4 separate regions of the Mus musculus genome follow, and all the other regions are linked to region 1. A link is a contact called in public promoter capture Hi-C data. All regions are on one chromosome and are shown on one strand. The core of a region is the stretch at or near the end of the contact, and the rest is flanking DNA. Distances in the headings are between cores, read along the strand shown.

Region 1 (4,504 bases), core at 1,266-3,765:
AACTCAATGAAACGTCTAGTTATATGACAATGGATTGTCAGAAAATTGGTTCTCTCTTTCCAAAAACAAGTAAGTTCTTGACAAAGTTTCTTCCATTCTTTCTACCTATCTTTATATGTTATTTTAGTTAAGGTTTTACTGCTGTAAACAAACACCATGACCAAGGCAAGTCTTATAAGGACAGCATTTAATTGGGGCTAGCTTACAGGTTCAGAGGTTCAGTCCATTATCATTAAGGCAGGAGTACGGCAGCATCTATAGGCTTAAGCTTGGCTGTCCTGGAACTTGCTCTGTAGATTGACCTTGAACCCAAAGGTCTGAAGACTCTGTCTTCTGAATGCTGGAGTTAAAGGACTTGAGCTTTCTTCACCTACAACTTACTCTGTCCCAAGTTGGCCTAGAACACAGAGATCTGCTTGCCTCAGTCTCCTGGGATTAAAGGTGTGTGCATACCATCTTGCCTGGGCTTCAGCTTTTCATGGCCACTATGCCTCAAGATCTGAGTCACAAGTATGCCCTCCATTTCTGGATTGTAGTTCATTCCAGATTAAAAGTCCAAACTATTTCTTATTCAACTGCAAATGCAATCAGTAAATTTAGCTGGGTGAGATCTTGCTCTGAGATCAACACTCCCTTAATCTCTTTATCTCTTTGAACACAGGATTCAGCTCTATGTTACTTCTTGGTGCCTCTTTAATACTTAAACCATATATTTTATATTTTTTCTTTCTCAGCTTGCTCCTTTTCATTAAACTGCTCTTCATAAGAGGGAACTTTAGTAACCACACAAAAAAATTTATACCAGGCCAGGCTTGGTGGCACACACCTTTAATCCCAGCACTTGGGAGGCAGAGGCAGGCGAATTACTGAGTTCAAGGCCAGCGGTCTACAAAGTGAGTTCCAGGACAGCCAGGGCTACACAGAGAAACCCTGGGGGGAAGGGGGGGGGCTTCCTTTTTCAAAGCAATGAATCTAAATCTCTTCACTTTAGGCAGACTCTTAAGATAATGGCTAAAAGCAGCCATTCTTTACCAAAATACCACAAAACAGTCTTTACATCACATACTGATCTTGGGCCAGATCTGCACAAATAAAATCATGGTCAGGCCTATCACAGCAATACTCCAGTCCCTGGTACCAACTTCTGTCTTAGTCAATGTTCTATTACTGTGAAGAAATATCATGACTAAGACAACTCTTATAAGGACAACATTTAATTGGGACTGGCTTATATGTTATCATCAAGGCAGTAGCATGGCACCATCCAGGCAGGCATGGTGCAGGAGGAGCTGAGAGTTCTACATTTTCATCTGAAGGCCAATAGTTCTCCTATCTTCTGGGCAGCTAGGATAAGCTTAAAGCCCATGCCCACAGTCACACACCTACTCCAACAAGGCTATACCACCTAATAGTGCCACTCCCTGGGCCAAGAATATACAAACCATCACATATGTATAAGAAATACATATTCTTCTATTTCATACTTAGAATCTTTTATGTAGCTGTAGAATTCTCAAGCTCTGGAATCCTGAAATTCTCAAGGCATTAAAAAAATCCTCAAAAAAGCAAACATGAAGATGAACAGCTGTAATCCCAGCACTTGGGGGAGGGGGGAGGGGACGGTGCCACAAGCAAAATCATCAAGCCCTACCTCGTTTATTCAGAGTTCTAGGCAGTCCAAGACCACATAGTATAAAATTGTCTCAAGAAAAAAAAAATCAAACAATATTCAAGAGATAGACGTCTCAGCAGTTAAGAAGTTGTGCTTATGCTTGCAGGGGATGCAGCATCCACACGGTACCCCACAACTATCTGTAACTCTAGTTTCTGAGGATCCAACACCTTCTGCTGACCTCTGGGGCACTCAGTATGGTGGTCATATACTTACAAGCAAGCAAAAGATTCATACTCAAGAAAAATAAACACACCTAAAATATTGCTTTAATCGTCAAAAAAAAAATTTTTTTTCAGCAAGGCCTGTTAGCTCATGCCTTCAATTTCAAGCACTCAGAAGGTAGAGACAGGTAGATTTCTGTGAGTTCCAGAATAGCCAAAGCTACGAAGTAAAACTGTATCTCTAATTAATTAATTAATTAATTAATTTCAGCAGGGAGTGGTAGAGCATGCCTTTAATCTCAGGACTTGGAAGGCAAACGCAAACACATCTCTGTGAGTTCAAGGCCAGTATGGTCAATATAGTGTGGAGGGATGGCTAATCAATCAGTTAACAGTGTTTGCTGCTTTTCCAAAGGACTAAAGTTCAGTTCTAAGCACCTTCTTCAAATGGCTTACCACCACCTATTCAATTTCAGCACAGTCAATGCCCTCTTCTGCTCTCCTTGGACACTGCACACATATGACATACATAAATAAAAATAAATCTTTAAAAGTAAATAAATATCCCTGTATTCAATTCACAGCACCAAAGGTCTACAACAATACAGTAGTTCTGCAGCCTGAGTGTTTTCACTACCCATGTATTCAAGACATTAAAAATACTTACTCTTGCCAGGTTGTAGTGGCACACACCTTTAGACCAGCACTGGGGAGGCAGAGACACACTAATTTGAGTTTAAGGCCAGCCTATGACAGTTCATTTGGCAATTTAATAAATGAAATCATTAACTTTGCATACCTTTGATTAGTTATCAAAATAAAAATGCTTTTCATGTGTTTATATTTTCTTTTTTGTGAACTTTCATTATGTTCTTTGTCAATAAAGCTTTTTTCTCTTGAGAAAAATCAATTGGGATAAAGCCACATAAGCAACTTTGGCTCCCCCTGCTGGTCAAATATAGCCATAATCAAGAGGTAGATAGACTGGACACAACTATTGCTACAAACAACATATACACAGATAAGGGAAAGCTGTTTCTAAACTTATACTTAACATGTTCTAGAAAAAAGAAGGGAAAAAAATCACTCCTTACTATGAAAGAACAAATTTAGCAGTTCCCTACTAAATACATTGATTGGCTGGTACATTTCAGGTCCACATTATTAATGTCTCTCTATTTTAATAATATGAAACCATTCTGGTTACCTTTTGAAATTGACTGAATTGTCATCAAAAGCAAGTATATAAGGAGAAGTTAAGATATAACTCAACGATGGAGTGTATGCCAGCATAGTAAGGTCATAGGTTCAATAGGGGAGAAAAATATAAAGGAGAGGGGTGGAGTGCTTCCCTAATACAAATTAGGTCCTTGGTTTGGTCCTCAACACCACAAGAATGTAACTATAACTACTGCCTACCCTCATTCCAAACCTGCTTACACTTATCAAACCAGACTCTGTTTATTTTCAAAGAGTAAGACTAAGACTGGCAAATAGATATAACAATTCTGCTTTTCCACTGATCCTTTCCTAAAGATGCAGATTTCATTGTGTTTTGGGAGACTGAAGTGAGAGGATCACCACAAATTAAGGGACCAGATGAGCTACAGCGTGAAATCAAGCCAACATTGGGCTACAGAGTAAGACTGTCTCAAAAACTATAAAGAGTTAAGTTCTAAGTCTGGCAATGTCCTTAGGCAATCCATTTTAAACACATTCCAAATACTAAATATAAGAAATGAAAATTTTAAAAATAAAAATAAGATAAGATAAAATAACAAGAAACAGCTTTTGATCCCAGAAAACTTAGGAGATTCACAAAGTGCAAGAGAAGCGAACTAGTGGCCACTCAATATTAGATGTCCTAGGCTTGAACACCCAGAGCAAGCACTACAGGCAACACACACACTGAGGACCAGAGGTCCACAGGATACATCCAGTGGTACTTTCTGTTGCTGTTAATATTATGGTGATAACTGTTACTAAGAAATAGAAGACAGGGCTGGTGAGATGGCTCAGTGGATAAAGAGCACTGACTGTTCTTCCAACCGTCCTGAGTTCAAATCCCAGCAACTACATGGTGGCTCACAACCACCCGTAATGAGATCTGACGCCCTCTTCTGGTGTCTGAAGACAGCTACAGTGTACTTATATATAACAATAAATAAACATCTAAAAAAAAAAAAAAAAGAAAGAAAGAAAGAAATAGAAGACAGCTAGAGAGATGGCTCAGTGGTTAAGAACAATTTTTGTTCTTCCAGAGATCCATTTAGTTAACACTCACTATGCACATCTCATAGAGCTCACTCCAGTTCTTCAAAGGACCTGATGCCGTCTTCTGGCCTCCATTCACACACAAGGCATACATTCACACAGACACACACAAACATTAAAGATAAAGGGAAGAGGAATAAATTGCCAGAAGATAGTAAAGGCCCTTTAAAAAAGATAACAGCCTGTTTGAAGGCCCAGAGGGCAGGTACAGAGTACACAAAGGAAGCTGTTGAAACAACTGGAGCCAGGCAATCAGAGCATCAGCACTTGGCTAAAGCAACCAAAGTGTACCTCAAAAGCTGAAAGCCACAGGGAAAAAAAGGACATAATCATTCATAAGATCTACATTTACAAGAAGCTTGGAAGATAGACGGTAAAGAGAATAATGAGGTGA
Region 2 (4,336 bases), core at 957-3,456, 660 kb after region 1:
AGGGGGCCCCTCGATTCCTCTGAAACACAGTTCTCAATGTATTCTGACCACCTTGCACCACGTCTTCCGAACTCCTTTCAAAAGATGTTAGATGCTTCAACTGCCGAAGGAAAATGAGTTGGTACAGGCCAGCAAAATACATTGTGTAAACTCATTTAGTGGGTTAGCGAGAGGGCACAGCGATTAAGAGCTGCTCTCGAAAGAGGACGTGAATTCAGTTCCCAGCACCTACATCAGGCAGCTCACAACTACCTGTAACTCCAGCTCCAGGAGATCTGATATTCCTCTGAACACACACACACACACAAATAATTTTTTAAAGAAAATGGAGAGGTGACTCAGCGGTTAAGAACACCATCTGCTTTTCCAGAGCACCAGGGGTCAAGTCTTAGCACCCACGTGGCAGCTCACAACTGTGTGTAACTCCTGTTCTAGGGGATCTGATACCTTCACACAGAAATGCATGAAGTTAAATTACCAATGGACATAAAATAGAAATAAATAAATTTAAAAAAGAAAACCAAGCACACACACCATTTTCAGTAAATGATACAATACACTGAAGTAAATAGATACACTGAAATACACTGATGTAAATAGACACAAAAAAGAAAATGGTCTAAAAACAAAAGCTCAAGTTTAGAATAGTTAAACATTTGGAAATGCATGTTGTAATTCCAGCACTGGCAAAGTTAGACGTGACAGGAGGGTCCAGAGTTTGAAGCCAGATAAGGGTACACAGTGACACACTCATCCATTTTCAGAAGCCATGCATTTGAAAGAGTAAGGAGGGGAATATGGGAGGGTTGAGGAGGAGTGATGTAATGTCATAATCTCAAAAATAAAAACCTAGCCAGGTGTGGAGGCAGCACACATCTTTGATCCCAGTACCCAGAAGCCAGAGGCAGGCAGATCTCTGAAGTTGAAACCTTCCTGGTCTACAAAGAGAGTTATGAGATAGTCAGAGCTATATAGAGGAATTCTATATTTAAAAAGAAAATAATAATTAAAACACACACGGGGGGGGGGAAGAAGGGAGGGAGGAGAGGAGAGAGAAAGAGAAGCAGCCATATATTTCAAATGGCTCACTTATTAAAAATAATGTTGGAACTTCAAGTAAAAGGACAATGAGCTTTCTGCACACACAAAAATTATATAATGGGATTGTTGAATGTGAACACTAACAGCTTTTAAAGAGCATGATATTAAAAAAAAAAAATACATATAGCTGGATGTGATGGTGAATGCCTTTAATCCCGGTACTTGAGAGGCAGAGACAGGCACATCTCTGAGTTTGAGGCCAGTTTAATCTGCATAGAGAGCTGGAGGCCAGCCAGAATTACATAGTCCTTCAAAATGTATCAAAATAATAACAAAAACAACAACAATAATAACAACAACAACAATAACTCTGGCTGGTAAAATGGCACAGCAAGTAAGCTGCCTGCCACCAAGCCTAAAGAAATTATAGAGCCTGGAGAGCCCTATAATTAAGGGCACTGGCTACTCTTCTAGGAGACCCATATTTTGATCCCTGGTACCCATATGTTGGTTCACAAGCATCTGTAACTCCAGTTCGAGGAGATCTGGTGCCCTCTTCTGGCCTCCATGAGCATTGCATGCACGTGGTGCACAACCATGCGTACACATAAAGGGGAAATTTATTTAAATAGAAAATATAAGGCTAAAAATGTGCAATTATAAATTATATACCAGTGACCTACTATTAGTTTTAAAATATTTATACATATATGTATAGTATATAAGTGTACAATGTATACATTTAAATAAATTGAATACATATTACAAGCTCTATGCATGAACGAATTACAATTTTTATTGTGCCAATTAAGCCTGGCTTTTCAAGGAGGTGTGGTCGGTTATGTCATTTAACACGGAAGCTTCATGCTCTCAAAACCCACGCGCTGCCTCCCCGCGGACTGTGGTCTGGTGACCACGTCTCATCACAGTCGGCTAGTCAAAGCTTTTCCTGGGGGGAATCTTGGGACCTGCACGGAACCGTACTCGAGGGAATAGCCTCCTACTTCCTCCCCGTGCTGCACGCCCTTGTGCATCTCCAGGGAGAAATGACTCCTTTCGGACTCGCCTCCGCTGAGCTTCCCAATCACTTGGAACCCGCCCCGCCCCGCCCCGCCCCGCCCCGCCCCGCCCCGCCCCGCCCTCCATCTTCCCTCCCAGTGACGCTACTTCCGGAAGGGGCGTGGCCCACAGGAAGTCCTCGCCTTCGGGAAGAGAAGGCGTTTCCGTCTCCGGTGTCATGGCGGCCTCCTTCCCTGAAGGCGTGCCGGAGACCGAGGACGGGAAGAGACCGCAGTTCGGGCACCGGTTCCTGAGCGACCCGGCGCGCGTCTTCCATCACAATGCCTGGTAACTGCCCTGCATCTCGCCCGGCTCTTCGCCAGCCCGGAGCACTTGGAGAAAAGCCCTGCCCGCTGGCCCTCCTCCCGCGGCGGTAGCTGAAGCGTTCGCCTCCCGAGGACCGACGTTCCCGGGTCCGGGACCGGTGGGCCTGAAGCTGCCCGTTTGGTTTTCACAGGGACAACGTGAAGTGGTCCGAGGAGCAGGCCGCGGCGGCGGAGAGGAAAGTGCAGGAGAACAGCTCCCCGCTGGTGTGCCCGGAGAAGCAAGGTGCGCTCCGTTGTGCCCGCAGTGTGGGACGCGCCTCCTCCAGACGGCAAGAAAAATGGGGGCACCGGGATCGTTTTATCACTGACCTGATGGAGAACTCCGGCCCAGAACGGGTCGGGGAGGGGACGGGTTAGGAGGCAAAGGGGCTGTCTTCTAACAAAGTCTTGAAGCCATTGGGGTTGGACTTTGTTGTTGTTGTTGTTGAACTCTCTAGTTCTACGAGTGTCGCGTTGATGTGGCTGGCCTGTGGCAACCGTAAAGTCGTTCAGTCATCTTAGGGTAGCTTCTACAGTTTACCTTCTGCTGGGACGTTTCCATCAGAGCTAGATTGATGTGGTCGGATCCTAACGTACTGTGGGAGGAGAGGATTAGATCATAACATCTTTTCTTGAGGTGTTGGGTTTGGAGATGTGGGACTTCTACCAAAGAAAGATGCGTGCAGCAGAGTGGAGAGACGAGTCTGCTCAAAGCGAAAGAGGTCATTTCCGAAGACAAGAATAATTCCTTTATAAAATACTAGAACTGGTTGTCCCTGTTTCTAGGAGGCGTTTGAAAGTAAACCTGGAACTTTAAGGTAATAGGCATCAGGGGGTTGGAGAGATGGCTCATCGGTTATGATAATAAGCACTGATAGTTTCTCTATAGTACCGAGGTCACTGGCCAGGCACGTACCTCCTAAGATGTAGGGGTGTAATCTCTTGGGAGGCAGAGACAAGAGGTTGAGTGGGGTCAAGAGCATCCTTGCTACGTAGAGTTCCACTCCTGCCTGGGCTGCATGAGAGCTTGTCTCAAAAATAAGTATATGTATATATTCCAGTTGCAAAGTAGGCACCCTGCCTGCATTGTTAGGTAGATAAGACTAGATAAAGCTTCGTAGAGTTGAGAGGGATTTTGAAAATCATGTAGCCCAGTATCCTCTTTTCGCAGTTAAAGGACCAGTTAGCCAAGTGCAGTGGTGTATTCCTGTAGACTCAGCTCCGTGGGAGGCTGAGGCAGAAGGATCACTGAATTGGAGGCCATCCTGGGCAGCATAGGGTGATCTAGTCTCCAAAACGATTAAACTTGGACCACGGGGCCTTAAGTGCTTTGCCTAGAGGTAAGCAGTCAGTGGTGGATTCCAATTTCTCAGGTTTTTATTCTTTCATCAATTCTAGTCCAGGTCTCTTGTGTTGACAACGAGCAGAAAAAGAGCCCCTATCAGTCTCCTGATTAATCAAAACTCTTCTTGCTTCTGGAAGGCAGTTTCCCATTGTCTAGTTTTGTGTGTTTTCTGGTTATTTATTTTAGTATTCATTAGCAATCTTGACTTTGTGCCTGGCCCCTGCATTCTAAAGAAGCAGGAACATGCCTTCTGAAAAGCTTCGTGGATGACAGTCACTGAATGTATACAAACGTCCAAAGAACCTGGGACATTTAGCTTGTAAATTTAAAAAAAAAAAAAAAAAAAAAAAAAAACTTACAAGGGAAAATAATTACCACACACACCAAAGAACCTGTCTGTCCCTGACGAGTAGAACCTTGAAACCAAGAAGAATTAGGTCTTTACTTCTGTGCAATGCTAGGGATTTGCTTAATTTCATAATTTTCCTGTAGTTGAAGGCCATCCAAAGCTGTGTGAGGAAAATGATGGGTAGCTAACTCCCTGTCTGGTGGTTCCAGCAGAAGCTGGGTTTCCTGGGGATGAAAA
Region 3 (4,544 bases), core at 1,561-4,060, 720 kb after region 1:
ATTTATTTTGTGTGCCTGGCCCTTTAAAGGATCCCCAATGGCTAGTCAACTGACTCTTTGGAAATGCTTAGCCGTTAGAACTGCTTGACCCTATGACCTTTTGTGTCAGTTAACTCTTGGACTTCAGGAGACAGAGAGTAGGGTCCAAGAGTCAGAGGAGTAGGAAGAGAGAAGGGTCAGAGAGTAGGGTTAGAGAAGACAGTTGGTACAGAAGAAAGGAGACTGAGAAGGACTAGAGAGGAGAAGGCAGTTGGTGAAGAGAATGAACAGTGAAAAGAAAGGCTGGTGAGCCAGGGAAGCTAAGCTGAGCCAGAAAAGATCCTACTGTTAGGAAACAGAGGGAGAATCCATGAAGAACTCACACAAAATAGCAGGAAAAAAAAGACATAAAGCTTCATTTATAGAAAATTAAAATTGCTGGGCAGTGGTGGCATTCGCCTTTAATCCCAGCTCTCGGGAGGCAGAGGCAGGCGGATCTCTATGAGTTTCAGGACAGCCAGGGCTACACAGAGAAACCCTGTCTTGACCCCCCATCTTCCCCCCCAAAAAGGTGAAACTAAAAATTTCATCTGTCTTCAAATGGTTCCTTTAAAACTGCACTCAGGAAACAGGCATCAGGGCATATGCCTATACTGCCAGCTCCTAGGGCCTGGGACAAAAGGACTGAGAATTTAGAACAATCTTGGCTACATAGTGAGACTCTCTGAAAACAGATAAAGGTGAGTCTGTGTGCTTGGAATGTAGTTCAGTTGGTAGACTGCTTGCCTAGCTTATAATTAATCCTAGCTCTTGGAAAGCAGGAGCAGGAGGACCAGAAGTTTGACAGTATCTTCAGCCAGTGGGAGATCTAGGTTAGCCTCAGCTATACATTAGACCTTTTATCAAAACAAAAAGCTGAAAATGGGACCTGTGGTCTAGAAAGGGCACTGGGAATCCTCTAGCTCTAGCACAAGGTTGGTGAAACTTGAAACGATTAGATAATTGGCCCAGACAACTTGTTTGTGGACCAGCTGGAAGAACTCAGTTTCAACTGTCCATTTCTCTTTCTCTTCTGGTCTCCTCTCCTAATTTATGACACTCTAGTGTTATTTAAGGAGTTATTTTTAGGCTGTGTATAGTGGCTGCATGCCTGTAATCCCAGAACTCTGAAAGAGGTCGAAGGACCCACCACCTAAGGCCAGCCCATGCTGCATAGTCAGTTGCAGGCCATATTCTTTTCAGATTTATTTTTAATTATGTCTGTGTGTGCACATGAACGCACTGTCCATGGAAGCCTTACGGGTGTAGATGTTTTGGAGCAAACCCAAGAACAGTGCCAATCTTAACCACGGAGTCATCTCTCCAGGCCCCTTTCTTTTGGTCTTAAGATACCCAGGCTGGCAATCTTGTTTCATCTCAGTCTCCCAAGTTATGGGAATGTGGGTGTTATTTTCTTGATCTCACTATAATCAAAGAACTGTCTTTGTTTTCCCACTGTGCAGACTTGAGGAGCCACAGTGCACTCCTTTTGTTCATCATTTTCATGCTTGAGACTGACTGCATTCTGGGGGCTCCTCCTTGCCCCCTTTCCCTACCCTTTGCTCCTGACTTGCTCTTCCCCTCTTCCCTTCAAAACGTTCATCTTTCCAAGCAGCCTGGGATCTGGAAGATGACTCCCAATTTGAGTTTTTCTACTTGAGTTCTGAAGGATGGAGAATGTACAAAAAGGAATTATCATCCTTTGCCCATTTGGCAGGTCTCTGTCCAGTCAATATGTGGAAAAATTAATAATAACAGAATTCTACTTTGGAGTACTTGCCAACGCCTGGAAAAGTTCAAGCCGGCTGTGTAAAAGCTTGAATGTTTCTCTTGTGATTCCCTTGTAGTCCTTCAGACACGTTCAGACATCTGGTCAAGGAAGCATCAGAAGAAAACAAAAAGCTGAGTCGTTACTTTGAAGTCCGTGTCTTGGCTCGTGAAACTAGGTGAAGAAAGTGACTTTTTCCCCCTTTGGCGCTGGGGTCAGAGGTGGAACCCTTTCCCATGCAGGAAAGCCCTCCTGTCGCAGGCGCTCACCCTCTCAGCAGACACTCTGAAGAGCAGGCCCCCAGCACCCCAGGAGGGCCATCTTGTCACCGGAGGTTAAGATGGAACCTCCCCCTAGGTGCTTTGAGAGAGTTCCCCGGGGGGCGGGTAGCGACCTCCGCTCTGGAGGGGGGCATGCTGGTGAGGGCTCGGCTGTGATCCCAGGACACCTTTGTCCCTGGAGACGCCAGGCCAGTCAGGTACGTGGAAGGCGAGAGCCGCCGGCCGGCTTTCCGTGCCTGTGGCGTGGCGTGGCGTGGCGTGGGGTCTGGGGACGTGGACCATGGCTGCGGGGGATGGCCGGCTGGCGGACATCGGGTGGGCACCGCGAACTCAGTGACACCCCTTGCCCCGCTCCCGGGCTCTCTCCTCGGATCCATCGCTGGGCAGAGCAACCTCTTTCCTCACCCCAAAAAATGTGTGTAGATGAGAGGCAGGGCGAGCGCGGCAGTCCCGCCGGGTCGCCGCTCCGACGCTGCTCCGCGGCCTGAGGCGCAGCCCAACCGTCGGCCTCCGACTCTGTCTCCACAAAGGCGGGCTCCCGAGGCTCCGGCCCCGGCCGCTTACCCGGCGCCCCCGAGCCGACCAACCACCCCTCACGTCGCAGGCGGGGCCGCAAGCGCCGCCAGCCGCCCGCCCTCAGCAGCCCTGTCAGGCGCGGCCTGTTCCGCCGGTGCGGGGTCCCCTGGTTAACCCCTGCCCGCCAGCGCGGCCGCTGATTGGAGGAGGCGGAGCTCCGGGGGCAGCAGCGACCCTCCCCCCAACACCTTTCCCGTCCCCTCCCCCACGGCCGGCACTACCTCCCCCCCACCCCAGGAACACCCCCCCCCCGTGCCTCCCAGCCGTGCAAATCTCGCGAGGAAACACGCGGTTTCACTAGTGTGTTTACACCGATCACTACTAATCCGGACCGAACCGATCCGGATTAAGGGGCCGGAGGCGGGTCCTGGGCACTAGCGGTTCCGACCCCCCCCCCATCCCGCCCTCCGCGCCGCACCCGAGTGGCCCCCAGCCGAGCGGGCCCCCACTTCTCGGCCCGACCCAGACCCTTCTGCGCCTCCCTTGGCCTTTGTCCGGCGCCAGGAGGCCGGCCCCGCGCCCCCCGGCGGCCGCCCGGGCCCGGGCCCGCGTCAGCCGCCTGGCTCCGTACGCGAGCTCGGGGATCTGCGGCCTCCGTGGCCCCCCTCCCCCGCCCGCCCTGTCGTGGAGCCCGGCGCCGCCGGCGGCTGCCCGGGCGGGGGGTTGCGGCGCTCAGGAGAGGCCCCGGCTCCGCCCCGGGCCTGCCCAGGGGGAGAGCGGAGCGGTCAGCAGCCGGGTCGGGTCGGGGCCCCTCCCGAGAGGAGAGTGGAGCGGCAGCGGCGGCAGGTGAGAAGCTCAGCCCCTGGACGTGGAAGGGCGCCGGGGCCTGGGGTATTAACCGTCCCGGGGGCCCCACTCCAGGGCCCGAGGAGGCTGCGACCCGGGCCGGCGTCGTGCCGCAGCTCCTGGGCGCCGAGGCGGGAGGTGCTCCCCGAGGGCTGCGGGGTCGCCGAGGGGCCGGGCCGAAGATGGACCAGGCCCAGGCCTGGGAGTGTGGCGGTCGGCCTGCCGGGAGAGGCGACTCCGGGGAGCTGGAGGCCTCGGCAGCCTACGGGGCGCCCCCGAGAGCTGTCCCTCGCTCCGTCCGTGACAGGTGGGCCCGGAGTTGGGGAAAGTTTGGAGCCGGCGAGGGGCGCCGGGACCAGGCCCCATCGGTCCTGCTTCCCGGCTTGGGGCCATTGGGAGGATCCCGGTCCAAAGCCCCTCTGGAAAGAGATGGGGTGGGTATTTTCTGATCATGAGTTGACATTAAATGGGGTAACTGCTAGGGCCTCATTTTCTGGGCCAGGCCTGGGGATGGAGGGTTGGGAAATGTTTCCAGAGACCTTGGGATTGGGGAGAGACTGCATTGTAACCTCTGCCTTTCCGACCTCGATTATTAGGGCAGGACAAGTAGTGAGCAAGGCCACCTACCTACTTAGGGAAAACTCGGTTTTCTTCTCAGTCTTTTTTTTTTTTTTTTAAGATGCCTTTCTACCATTCTAACAGTTTCCTAATTCCTTACTTGTGTGTGTGAGTGAAACTTGAATTCGTCACCTTTTCATTCCCCTTTGCTCCAGGCATTCAGTCCAGGAAGGGAAATGAAAGTTAGGACGGGTGTAGGGGATGTTACTGGAAATTATGGAGCTGTTAGATTGCAGAGAAGGTTTGATTCCTTTTTCAGTGAACTTTAATACAAATTTCTGCCAATCACTCCAGGAGTGCCTCCAGTAACTCTGGAATACTAGAATGTTTGAAGGGTTCCTATGTTATGATGCATGCTCTTTTTCTATTCTCAATATTGAAGAACTTTTTAATGGATGATGCAAGAGTACTTTCTCCCATCGGATGGACAAACTTGCTCATAGCATCTACATTAATTGGTCAGGAAAAGAGTTTAAAAATGGTGCCCTCCTGCTCCT
Region 4 (4,898 bases), core at 1,502-4,001, 760 kb before region 1:
GTACGTGGCAAGCAAGAGGCACTGCTGTTGTTGTTGTAGTTGTTGTTTTTAAAGCTTTCCTTATGTCGTAGGAAGACTATTACACGAAAGTGCTCTTTAAAGAAGTCAGTGAATCTGTTGGGCCCAATGGTGGTACTGTCTATAATCCCAGCAGGGAGATCTTGAATTTGAGAACAGCCTGGACCACACACAAGTGAAAACGAAGGTCATAAACCTACCCGCCTACCTCCACCACAGTCAGTCTGTGGCTCACTACCTCTGTCCACCACGGACAAGAAACAGGGTTTGGGAGTTAAAGGATCTCAGCTGCAAATCTAGTTCAACTACGAAAAGCTGACAGACAATGAGCAAGTCATTTTACTTCTTGGTGCCTCCTTGTCTCAAGTCTCCAACTGAGCTGCTATGGAAACAATTATCTGAGAGATTATGGAACCCTTTGCCATATGAAGAAGCTATGTAACCCAGAACAGTAACAAGTTAAACTGCCGTTGCTTTTAAACTAATGAGAGTGGTGGTATATCCGTAATCCCAACAGCTCGAGAGACAGAGGCAGGTGGATCTCTAAGAGTTCCAGGCCAGTCTAGTTTTCATAGTGAGTCCCAGGTCAGCCAGGGCTACAAAGTGAGACTCTACCTCAAACAAACAAACGGATGAAGAAAGAAAAGGACGAATGAACAGAGGAAGAGAGGGAGGGAGGTTGGTTGATTGGTTGGGAGGGACTGGATCAGACAGGATGGGACATGACGGGAAGGAAGGGAGGAAGTTAGTAAGTAGTGGATATAGTGGTGCTCACCTGTCATCTTAGCACACAGGACAAAGAAGCAGGTGGACTGTAAGTTCAAGGCCAGTCTAAGCTACACCACAACTTATAGGCTAACCTCAGCTATGTAATAGAATCCCATCTTGAATGTACACACACCCACACAACACATACACGCCCACAGTTTTCACATGCACTTGGTTATTGTCACGTCTTCCACTCTACCTCCATAGCTAGTCTTTACCTCCTAAGGCAAGCTGACAAACTGATCTTGAGATAATAATTCTTAAAACTAACTACTGAGTAAAACCACCAGAAAAGCCTGCGTGATCACTCCAGAGCTGTTTGTGTCTGAGACCTACTTACTCCAAACTATCTAAAGATGAATTCCAGGATGGCAGCTAGACAACACAAGGGACAAATGTATCTTTTATGAACATGAGTACCCAAAATGGAAGCCTACTGGATTCTCTTTAAAGCTCATCCTAGTAGAATATTGCTAATGTAAAACATCCTGTCTTTCTTTCTTTCTTTTTTTTTTGTTTTGTTCATCCACTCAGTGCTCAGGACTTTTCCAGCTATATGACTTTAAATAATCGATTTTATGTCAACGTACCTTCACAGTTAGAGATAATCACAGAATCAGTTCAAAGTTCTAGTGAGACGAGTATGTTCTGACACTGTTCTGTCAATTCAGCAACTAGCAGATTAACTCACCGCTCTGCTAGGTCCATGTGTCTTGCTATGGAAAGGATCCGTTCTTAGTAAATGAGGGCAATTTTCTGCCTCATTCCTTTTCCACGTGACTCACAGGATAGTCTTTTAAAATCTCTTCCTACACTTATTATATAATATGCAAATTGTCATTACAATGTAGTTTATTTTCCCCCACCCAAATCAAACATTTTGTTGACAAAAGTAAAAAGGGGGATTGGAGAGATGGCTCAGAGGTTAAGAGCACTGACTGCTCTTCCGAAGGTCCTGAGTTCAATTCCCAGCAACCACATGGTGGCTCACAACCATTTGCAATGAGATCTGATGCCCTCTTCTGAGGTGTCTGAAGACAGCTACAGTGTACTTACATATAATAAACAAATTTAAAAAAAAAAAAGGTAAAAAGAGAATAACCACCATCTTATTTCCATTCTTTTTGTTATGAGTTTCCTGGGGAGGCAGGATGACTAGTTTATGTCATTTTTCAGGCCCAAGGAATAAGATTTTTCAGTGCTGTCATACAATCAATAGAAAGTTCTTAAACTAACATAGGTATGTGGCCCCTCATGGTGTCTAGCTGCATAACACTGCAAGTTCCCAAAACAAAGGACGGTATGGAAAAAAAAAAAAAAAAAAAAAAAAAAGGACCCACCAAGGAAACTTAGTTATGAAAAGCTAATCTAAGACTCAATTTCAATTTCCTTAAGGCTAACTTGTAATCAGATATGACTCACAAAAATAGTCACTAGTTACCTGCCCGTCTTTGTGTCACAAAAATAAGTTCTTTAAATGTCCAATCAAGTACACAAAATACTTCTTTCGTACAACCCCTGACACTCCCACTTAAGCAATAGATTCATAGACACAAGCCTCGGCAACAGTTTTCTCTGTTCTCTAAGCTCTACCAACCCGGAGGACTAAGCTGGCAGGTGCTGGATCAAGTGCTGTAACCTAGGGGCGCTGCTTTCCCTTGCCAATAGGCAGTCACGGCTTGCGGCCAAGAGCTACCGGGCCCAAGCCTTCGCGCCCCGGCTCGATCCCCTTCGGCTAAGAGCATCGCACCAGGGGCTAAGAGATGCGGAGCAGCCCGAGCGGAAACCTCCACAATGACAGTCCCCAGAGCCCCGAGCCCTAGGGGCCGCAGCCCGGGCGGAGCCCAGCCCGCTCCCCGACGCAGCCCTCACTTGTTCGTTTGTTGGTATAGGGGCTCCATGACGCCGGCCTAGCCGGCCTGCGGCTTCCTCGGAACACGTCCTCACAACCCCACTTCCGGCTTCCGGTCTCAGGGCCCGCCCTGCTGAGTAGGGCGCCCGCGAGTGTGCCTGTCCCGTGGTGGTTGTGAGGTCGGAGACGGGGTTGCGCGGAAGGAAAGCGGGACGCGAGGGATGGGTGTGGCTCCGGGCCGGAGCTCGCGGAGAGCGGCGGGGGTGAGTTTTTTGCTAAAGTCCAGCTCCGGGATTGAATCAGGTAGCGGAGAGGACGGTCGCGAGGCACTGACGTCAGAGCCTCCCCCGAGAAGTCGCCGGCGACTCTCTACGTCGCTCTCCGCCCCGCGGTCGGGCTTGGCTTCTCCTTGGAGTGTGTAATTACAGGTCTGGGGAATCTCACTTCCTCACGACGCGTGCTTTTCCTGCCTCGAACTAGTCCGCCCACTAGTCTTCCCATCTCCGGCTCATTTTTAGTAAACCCACAGTGAGTGAGTGGTTAGCATATGACGTGGAACAACCAAAATTTCCCTGTTCTTCAAGAGGTTGGACTAGAGAAGGAACTACGATCTGTATACAAATAAACATTCCAAATAAGTACAAAGATAATGGTAGAACATCCAAATAAATACAAAGATAATGAGCTGGGCTGGTGTTGTGGTCAATAGGAAATTGTTTTTAAAGACATGAAGGGCGGGTGACATTTGGATTAGGACTTGGAAAGGTTCAAACACTTGTCTTCACCTAGGCCCATCTCATTTCCATCCATCTAGGTTCTTATCTACAGTTCCTCCCAAGGGAGGAGTTGTTCCTCTTCCTTTGGTGAGCTGAAGCTTGGATTTTCCTGTATCCTGCATCCCTCCCAGTTTTATGTCCCAAGAGACTGCCCGCCCATATTCATTCTTTCCCTAACATTACATTTCCCAGTTCCACTCCCATTTATTGAACATCTACTATGCACCATGCACAGATATGTAGGATAGGAACCCAGGTAAAACACATTCCTGGTGTTTCGCTGTCTATTGAGAAAGTCCTTATTTTAAAGCTGAATTAACAATCAACATTTAGGGTATGACTAAGGACCATTTGCCTGGAGAAGAGCAGTAGGGGTTCATGGATCAAGAAAGCATGGGGGGCCTTCAAGAACCGATAGAGGGTTTGTGGGAATGGTGCACTTTAGCTAAGGTTGAGTAGCGTGGGGGCGGGGCATAGATAAAAGGCTGTATCCTTAGTTTTTTAGTACTTTGCTGGTGAGGGATGCACAGGGAAGTATGTATATGTGTGCTTGTGTGTGTCTCAGTAGAATTGTCTCTGACTTGTGTGAGGTCCCAGGTCAAATCTTTGTGGGTCTTTGCTCTATAGGCATTTTGATTTTAAATTATATTACAGATTTATAAGAACAGGAAAAAAATAAGTAATAGGGGGAAAGTGCCAGTCTTCTCCTTTGTTTTCTGCTCAGCTGAGGTGCAGTGAGTAGCTGCCTCCATTCCCAGCACCATGAAGCTGCCTGCCACCATGACTTTGCTGCCAGGATGGATGGTATTCATTTTTATAATATTCCCTTTTTTTGTAATAAATACAGCAAAGATTCCTTATACTATCCACTGTGGGCCCAGTAACTATACCTGTTCTTGTCCTTTATTTTTGAATGTGCTATTTCTGACCACCATGAAAAACAAAAGAAAACAAAGCTGTTATTATTTATAATGCCACAGGTCTTCAGGGCCTGAATGCATCAGTCTCAGTAACTTTCCCTGCCTTTCCAATTCCTTGTGCCATTTGCTAGTGCTGACTGCGTTGGCACCCAGGATGCTGTGCACACTTCCCACTGCTGGGGATTACTGACCCAAACCATTACTGTGCTTTGCTAGTGAAGGTATTGCCTGTACTGTGTAACAGCATCCGCTGGTGGCTTCTCTCCTCACTGTGACTTGGGCCTGAAGAGAAGCTCCTTAGGAGAGAAAGAGTTTCTTTTGGCTCACAGTGTGAGAAGATACCACCCACCATGACAGCAAAGTCATGGTGGCAGGCCACTTCACGGTGCTGAGACTGTAGGCAACAATTCACTACATCACAGCAGACCAGACCACAGAAAGGAGAAGACTGGCATTCTATTGGCTTTCTCCTTTTCTGTCTTATTTAGTCAGGGATGGAACCCATGGGATAGTGACACCCAGTGAGTATTCTCCCTTTAGCCAGCCCTTTCTGGAAATACCCTA

What was found. Promoter capture Hi-C pulls out the DNA fragments that hold promoters and counts their contacts.
Region 2: a promoter capture Hi-C map of liver shows a contact between it and region 1, with 3 times the contacts expected there. The contact joins the promoter of Mettl2 here to the enhancer-like site in region 1. A contact is called at or near these places in 11 of 39 promoter capture datasets (the 3T3-L1 cell line, the C10 cell line, HPC-7-derived erythroid cells and 6 more), 2 of 15 datasets of contacts at CTCF or cohesin (large pre-B cells and pro-B cells), 13 of 484 Hi-C or Micro-C datasets (B cells, the G1E-ER4 cell line, the HPC-7 cell line and 8 more), 6 of 115 datasets of contacts at active chromatin or transcription factors (T-cell acute lymphoblastic leukemia, embryonic stem cells, forebrain and 1 more) and 1 of 9 other capture datasets (adipose tissue).
Region 3: a contact with region 1 is called in a promoter capture Hi-C map of liver, with 3 times the contacts expected there. The contact joins the promoter of 1700052K11Rik here to the enhancer-like site in region 1. A contact is called at or near these places in 11 of 39 promoter capture datasets (the 3T3-L1 cell line, 3T3-L1-derived adipocytes, the SN4741 cell line and 6 more), 1 of 484 Hi-C or Micro-C datasets (embryonic stem cells), 13 of 115 datasets of contacts at active chromatin or transcription factors (T-cell acute lymphoblastic leukemia, astrocytes, bone marrow-derived macrophages and 9 more) and 1 of 9 other capture datasets (adipose tissue).
Region 4: a promoter capture Hi-C map of liver shows a contact between it and region 1, with 4 times the contacts expected there. The contact joins the promoter of Gosr2 here to the enhancer-like site in region 1. A contact is called at or near these places in 3 of 39 promoter capture datasets (liver and pre-B cells) and 2 of 115 datasets of contacts at active chromatin or transcription factors (astrocytes and large pre-B cells).

What each region holds. Positions count from the first base shown.
Region 1 is chr11:104,458,971-104,463,474 of GRCm38.p6, forward strand. It overlaps a transcript of Kansl1 not described here. Among named protein-coding and RNA genes, the nearest start is that of Kansl1, 19 kb to the left of the region's middle. Within about 2 kb of position 2,516, at least 2 of the 459 cell types and tissues checked have an H3K27ac peak or open chromatin away from gene starts, as enhancers often do. A contact at or near this core is called in liver, where this site is marked.
Region 2 is chr11:105,124,219-105,128,554 of GRCm38.p6, forward strand. It overlaps Mettl2 (methyltransferase like 2), which reads left to right and starts at 2,207. Exons shown (of 9, transcript NM_172567.3): 1 at 2,207-2,388; 2 at 2,558-2,649. The coding sequence starts at 2,279.
Region 3 is chr11:105,178,623-105,183,166 of GRCm38.p6, forward strand. It overlaps 1700052K11Rik (RIKEN cDNA 1700052K11 gene), which reads right to left and starts at 2,811. Exons shown (of 1, transcript NR_027956.1): 1 at 398-2,811. Tlk2 (tousled-like kinase 2 (Arabidopsis)) reads left to right here and starts at 2,905. Exons shown (of 22, transcript NM_001112705.2): 1 at 2,905-3,429.
Region 4 is chr11:103,694,972-103,699,869 of GRCm38.p6, forward strand. It overlaps Gosr2 (golgi SNAP receptor complex member 2), which reads right to left and starts at 2,752. Exons shown (of 6, transcript NM_019650.4): 1 at 2,659-2,752. The coding sequence starts at 2,687. It overlaps C130046K22Rik (RIKEN cDNA C130046K22 gene), which reads left to right and starts at 2,753. Exons shown (of 3, transcript NR_102389.1): 1 at 2,753-2,901.